Regions from separate parts of the Capra hircus genome. Here region 1 is linked to region 2. The links are chromatin contacts, called in public Hi-C maps. All regions are on one chromosome and are shown on one strand. Each heading gives the region's core, a stretch centred on a gene start, on an enhancer-like site or on the middle of the called end of the contact. The rest is flanking DNA. Distances are from core to core; before and after follow the strand shown.

Region 1 (3,421 bases), core at 2-2,501, 310 kb before region 2:
CTTCCTCCAGACACTGCGGCAGGTTCTCTCCTTGCACCCGAGGACGACTCTCCAAACCCGGCCAGCTCTTTCCCCTGCCCTCAGGGATCCAGACGCCCTGGCCAGCTCCTGGACTCCAGGACCGAGAATGGGATGCTCCCTCCACTCCCGATCGCCCCAAGTTTCTTCCCAGAGGGCCCGCTAGGCTGCTCCAAGTTTGCTCCGGCGACGGGTGAGCGGCAGCGCGCCCGGTCCGAGAAGGGGGGCGGCAGGGGGCGCAGGCGGGGGGCGGGGAGAGGGAGGGTGCGGGAGGTGGGGGACGAGGAGGGGGAGGAGCAGGAACGCGCGGCCTCGGCGCTACCTTTCTCCAAACAACGTTGCCACACGCGGAGAACACTAAGATTTCTGGGGCTTTGGAGGGAATCGCGAGCGGGCAGGCGGGAGGCGGTCGGGGGACCACACAGGTGAGCCCCCGCCCGCGCCCTATCCCGGGCCGCGGCGGGCGCCGCTGGCCTTGCTCGTCGCTCCCGCAGATCTGCACGGCGGTTCTCCCCAATCCTACACTTTCCACCGCTGAACCCGGGGGCCCCCTCCCCCTCGCCTCCTCTTCCACCCCCGCCCCCGGCTGCGAGGAGCTGTTGCACTTTCCCAAGCCCGGGGGCGCCCCCACCTCCGCGCTGCACCCCCAGCCCATTCACCGCACGTCGCTCCCCCACCCGGGAAAAAAAAAAAAAGGAAACTGGACTAGCCGAAAAGGGGGGCAGCGGGAGTCGGGGCGAGAAGGAAAGGTGAGAGAGAGGGGACTTACTTTTCGAGGCGCGGTGCTGAGCGCTGCAGGCGAGAAATAAAGGCCCGGATCCGGGCTGCCTGGAACCCCGCGGATGCAGAGGTGTCAGCGCTCCAGTACGGGCGGCGGCCGCAGGGGACAGGGACGGGGACAGGCGCGCGTGCGGCGGGCGCGGCTCGGCTCGGCGGGCGCTCGCGCTGCGCTCCGGCTAGGGCCCGGGCTCCGCGCGGCTCCGCTCCTGGCTCCCCTCTGGCTCCTGGCACCAACTCGGGGCAGTCACATGACGCCGGCGCCGCTCGCTCTGCGAGCCTCCCAGGGCTGGCGGGGTAAGTAGAGGCTGGGACCCGGGGTGGGAGGGTCAGGGAGGGGAGAGGGAGCCGCCGCGGCCGCCCGGGCTGGGCGGGTCCCCACCCACTTGGGTGGAGGCAGCCGCCGGAGGGGTCGGCCGAGTCACTCGCGCAAACACGCACCCCGCCCTGCGCCCTTCCCCCGCCACCCCCGCCTCCCGCGCCGCCTCCGCCCCGCCCCGCCCAGTCACCCGGGGACGGCCTGACAGACACTCATTATTCCCCGGAGCCGGGCGCCGCCCCGCCGGCCCAACCTGTCCCGCGAGGCGCGGCGCGGCCGTGGGGCTGGGCGTGCGCGGCCCCAGCCCTCCGCCTCCCCCTCCCCCCCGGAGTCCCCGCCCGCGCCCCCTCCCGGCGCCCTCCGCCCTCGGCCCTGGAGCCCGCGGCCCCGCCCGGCCCGGCCCCGCCGCCGCGCCGCCGCCCGAGCCCGGGGGGAAGGAAGGGCGGCGCTGGCCGCTCCGGGCGTCACAGGGCAGCAGCCCGCTGCGCCGCTTCCAAGACACACAGCCGGGCTCGCGGGCGAGCCGAGGCGGGGGCCCTGAGGCGGTCGGGGCCATCAATCAGACGGCTCCGGCGGGAAGGGCGGCCCCGGGCGCGGTGGGAAGGGCTGGGCCCAGTGGCCAGAGCGGACAACTCTCTTAAAGAAAAACCAGAAAAAGACACCGCTGGTGTTGCAGCGGGTGGACCCGGGCAGATTCGGGAGAGACAGAGCGGCGAGAAAAGGGAGGGCAGTTGGGGTGACTGCAGCCCTAAAACGGTGCCGCGTCTCCAAGGTCATTCACCATCCTCCAGCGCGCTTTCTTTGTGCCCGGGGCGCCGGGTCCCCCTTGTCGTCCGCCCCGGGGGGGAGGTGCGGCCCGGCCGGTGGCGCCCCCGCCTCCCGGGGACTTTTCTTTGAGGGCCCGAATACCCCCGAGCAAACTTCCCACGGCCGGGCCTGCAGCTGGAGCGAAACGGCGACCGGGCGCAGAGGCGTTTGCTCAGCCGGGCTTGTCGAAAAACTTGGCAAACTTCAGATCCTCCCGCTTCGAGGGAGACCTTGGGGCGAGCCGAGGGCTAAGAGTGGCGACATTTCCTTACAAGTCGCCTCCCCAGGACCGAGGGCGAGCGTTCTCGGGGGCCTTCCCAGGAGCCAGGCCCCCGGGAGGACTTTGCAGAGCTTGGTACCCAAGTTTAATGCTTTTTGAGTTTCTTTTTAAACAGTATTAATGTAATAAAGAATGCAATAAAAAAAGAACAAAAGACAAATTGGTTCAATTGTTTTAGTCCTGTGCACTGTTTAAAAACGCCCCTGCTGCAGTCTATGGCTTGTTATTGCTTCAAGATGTTTTAAAGGCCCTTTAAGTTCACCATTTTCACTTTGATGCTTCATCCAGGCATGGTACTACTTAAAACATAGAGATACCGTATATTCGGAACCCCAGCGTGTAACTACACGATATTATAAAATTAGTACCGGGAAACCTCAAGTAGTGAAATTGCTTATTGTAAAAAAAAAATGCATATACATAAAAGACCACGTGGAAAATACCCAGAACTGACCCCAGTTTATGTGCCATCCTACTGTCCCATAAAATTAATCTTTAAAATGTAAAAGGATGAGGGTTTTTGTTTTGTTTTTCTTAGTGAATAAAGACACGTGCAAGGAAAAAAGTTGGATTTGTGTCAGTTACTAATCGCAACTTATTGATCATTGACATCATTAAAAGTCTGATCTGATGCCTTAGATTTGTATTAGCTGAAAAAACATTAGTGACGACTGATGAACTTGTTTTGCATTTCCATGCCTGGTTCATAGTTGAGACTCAAAAAACACAGGCTTCACTCAAGGGACAGAGAATGATGAAAACCTGAAGAGTGAAGTAGGTCTATCTGAAAAAAAAAAAAGCGTTATTCAAGATTAAGTAGGGAGTGTCTTTGATGTGAAAGATGCAAGAGGGAAGAGAAAGTTGTAAAAAAGGTTAATTAATGAACACACCATGTTCAGCGCCCTGTGGGAGACTGCTCAAACATAGCTTGCACAAAAATGAATCCATCCAGTGACTGACACCACCATCTCTCCAGGTGCCCAAACCAGAGCTGCCTGAAGTCATCCTTAACTCCTCTCCTCCCTTGCTGGCCACAGCCCTGCGGTTCACTGAATCCCAGACCTCCTCAGTCCCCACCCACTCCTTGGCTACCACCCGGTCCAACCCATTCCCACAGTGTCTTGTTGGTCATCCTGTTTGCAGCGTCGCTGAACTTTTAAGTTAGGGATTGGAGCAAAGGATTAAGACTGCCTTTTTCTAAAAGACAAACCTAAACAGTC
Region 2 (3,257 bases), core at 672-3,171:
AGTGAAATTTCACATGTATTTGGAACCAAGGCAGAAACAATGCTTTCTGTAAATGAGCACCATTAACTAGAGAATATAACTTACCTTCCATATACAAATCCAAAGTATAAGCAAATGGCAACTTTTGCTTCCCTCTTTTACTAGGAAGGAAATTGTAGCCAGCTAGCCCCCAGGGCATCTCTCCCCTGCTGCAACTTTGCTTTCCTGGGTTAAGAAATAACATTTTTGGTTAAGAAAGGGGAAAAAAAATGAGAGAATGCTACACCCCAGAGTAAAAGCGACCTGTCAGCACTGATTTTCCAGAACTAGTGCCTGCCCCACAGCTCCTCCCCATCTCACTCTGGGCTTGGGGCCATGCAGTGCCAAAGGTGGTGCTCCTTTTCCATCCGACTTCAAAGCCTTTGTCAAAACGAACCATAAGTTAACAGGCTCTGTCAACGTGGATGCCTCTTTGAAGGCACCTTAAGGCCAAGCGTCACCTGCTCTGTTCTGGAAGGCAGTGAAACAGAGGAAAAGCCGCACCCCTCCCCTCCTGCAGTGTACATTCTAACTCTCTTGCTACCAACTGTACAAAACCCTGTTCTCTCAGGCAGGTTTGGGACCCAGAGCAGCTCACTGTCTGGGCCTCTGTGTCTTCTCCCTCCACTTAGAAGCAAAGTTTTCAGGCCTTCAGGGACCTGCTGAGGCCCGGAGCTGGGCTCCTCCTTGGTGGCAATGGGGAAGCTTGGAGCTCCTTTCACCCAGTGGGCATAGAGGTGACTTCATTTTGCAACTCCCTGAGGCTGGTTTTCCCTTCCCTACAATTCAGTAAGCACAAATCTTTGCAGAGAAGCCTGGAGTTCTAAGCATTCGCTCAGCAGAAGGAAAAAAAACACAAAACCCACCACACCACTTTTCCAACTCAGCCCTGTTAAGGACATGGTCTCAGACATTTCCTGCCTGAGCCTCCGCGGCTTCCCTCCTCTTGCACACGTGCTCCCCCTACTGCCTGATGGGGGCAACGCAACCCTGGCTCCAGGAGACCGAGGAACGCCCCAGCCTGGCCCTGGAAGAGCCATGTTGTAAGGCTGCAGAGGGATTGCCAAAAAATGAAACAGTAGATCTTAAGAATTCTTCCATGGCTTCGGTGAAGGGCCCAAGCTAAGTCTTTACATTTCAAGAGTAAACTCTGTAATAGAGACTGAATAAACAAATGTTCCCTGAATAGAATTTTGCCAAATAAATTAAATGTAGGCTTCCCTCTAAGAGTTAAATAAATGAAAAGAGCTTTGGACTTGGATTGAGAATAGGGGACTCAGATTCAGGTTATGCTTCTTTTTTTAAAATGAGTGACCTTGGACTTTAACCGTTCTCACTCTCAGTTTCCTCATCCATTATTTGGGCATATGGCTCATCTCTTAGTGTTGTTGTGAAAAGTAAACGAAAGTGTGAACGTGTGAGAAACGTGTTTTATAACATAAAAATTTAATATGAGCCATTATTTTTTCCTTTCCAATGCAACACACACACACACCTGCCTTTTTCATACATTTCAGTGGAAATGATAGGGGAGGCAATTTAAACCCCCAAAAGGAAGTAGGACAAGGAAGCTCAGTCACAAACAGGAAGTAACAAAAATGCCATCAGAAAAAATTGGCTCAAGCAAAAGAAAAAAAAAGTCATAGGCTATGTTTTAAAGATCAAGTTAGACTTAGTTCATGATTTGGGGTGTTGCACAGCCCCCTAAATTAGAGGGTTTTCAGAGATGATTAGGCAACTCTTTTGACCTTGATTTGACCTCACAAATGGGAATTCTCCGGGGCGTTTTTTTGGATCTCTGTAGTTGGTAGGTTCCTGCCTTTTTAAGTGTAGGTCTCTCCTCCTTTTCCCCTGCGGCCCTGGGAGGGGCCCAGCGCCCTGAGCTGGGGCCCCGCCCTCGCCCGCGCCCGGAGCCGCCCTGCCTCCTCTCGGATTACTCCTCCCTTCCTGGCCTCACAAACTCGCCACATTGTAGGTTGGCTTCTGCAGGAAAAGTAAGAAAAGCACTGCAATGCCGGCGCACAAAGAAGTTTTACAGTGCTAGGGTTCAGGTCCAACTTTCCTTCCAAATTTTTGTTAAGAAGAGACAAAATCTTGGATATTTTCCTAGGAGGAAGAAAACAACAACAACTTAAAGGGAAACAAAATAACATGTCAGGACACATTGTGCTATTTATTTTCTTGTTTTTCCTCTCATTCTTGAAACTTCCCTTCAAAAATCTTAACACCTTTCTTGCCTCTTGCTTAATTTTGTGTGTTTTTAGCATAGAGAGAGAGGATTTGAAGCCTAAGGATTATAAATCAGAACCAAGGAGGAGGGCATGGCAACCCACTCTAGTATTTTTGCCTGGAGAATCCCCCTGGACAGGGCAGCCGGCTGGGCTAGAGTCCATGGGGTCGCAAAGAGTCGGACATGACTGAGGGACTAAGCACTGTATATGTCAAGCATTCCTAAAACTCATCTGTTTGCAGAATCAGGGTTCCTTTTCTGGCCCAAATGAAGAGACTGATTTCTGCCTTCTTTCCCCAGACTTTTAAAATTAAACCACTCTTGAGCAAATTGCTTGGGGAAGGTGAGATTTGGAAAGTAAGGAGATTCATGTCCATCTAAGTGACTCAAGTTTAAGGATAGTGCCATCAGTTCAATCGCTCAGTCGTGTCCGACTCTTTGGCACCCCATGGACTGCAGCACGCCAGGCCTCCCTGTCCATCACCAACTCCTAGAGTTTACTCAAACTCATGTCCATCAAGGCGGTGATGCCATCCAACCGTCTCATCCTCTGTCATCCCCTTCTCCTCCCGCCTTCAATCTTTCCCAGAATCAGGGTCTCTTCGCATCAGGTGGCCAAAATATTGTAGTATCAGCTTCAGCATCAGTCCTTCCAATGCATATTCAGGACCGATTTCCTTTAGGATGGCCTGGTGGGATCTCCTTGCAGTCCAAGGGACTCTCAGGAGTCTTCTCCAACACCGCAGTTCGAAAGCATCAGTTATTCAGCGCTCAGCCTTCTTCACAGTCCAACTCTCACATCCATATATCACTACTGGAAAAACCACAGCCTTGACTACAGGACGTTTGTTGGCAAAGTAATGTCTCTGGTTTTTAATAAAAGGATAGTGCCATAGAGACACATATTCTAAAGACTGTCCCCTGTCTTGTTGCAAGCTTAGTGTACTTTGTGGCGGCCTTCAGCTGTGCCGCAGCCTCCAGCTGTGCCTTGGCCTCCAGCTGTAGGTGT

Evidence for each region. A called contact is a pair of places that touch in the nucleus more often than the background predicts.
Region 1: a contact with region 2 is called in a Hi-C map of blood, with 2.5 times the contacts expected there. The contact joins the promoter of KLF3 here to the enhancer-like site in region 2. A contact is called at or near these places in 3 of 5 Hi-C or Micro-C datasets (blood and liver).

What each region holds. Positions count from the first base shown.
Region 1 is chr6:58,502,863-58,506,283 of ARS1.2, reverse strand. It overlaps KLF3 (Krueppel-like factor 3), which reads right to left and starts at 1,251. Exons shown (of 6, transcript XM_005681503.3): 1 at 788-1,251.
Region 2 is chr6:58,195,040-58,198,296 of ARS1.2, reverse strand. No RefSeq gene overlaps it. Among named protein-coding and RNA genes, the nearest start is that of TRNAI-AAU, 270 kb to the left of the region's middle. Within about 2 kb of position 1,921, at least 4 of the 5 cell types and tissues checked have an H3K27ac peak or open chromatin away from gene starts, as enhancers often do.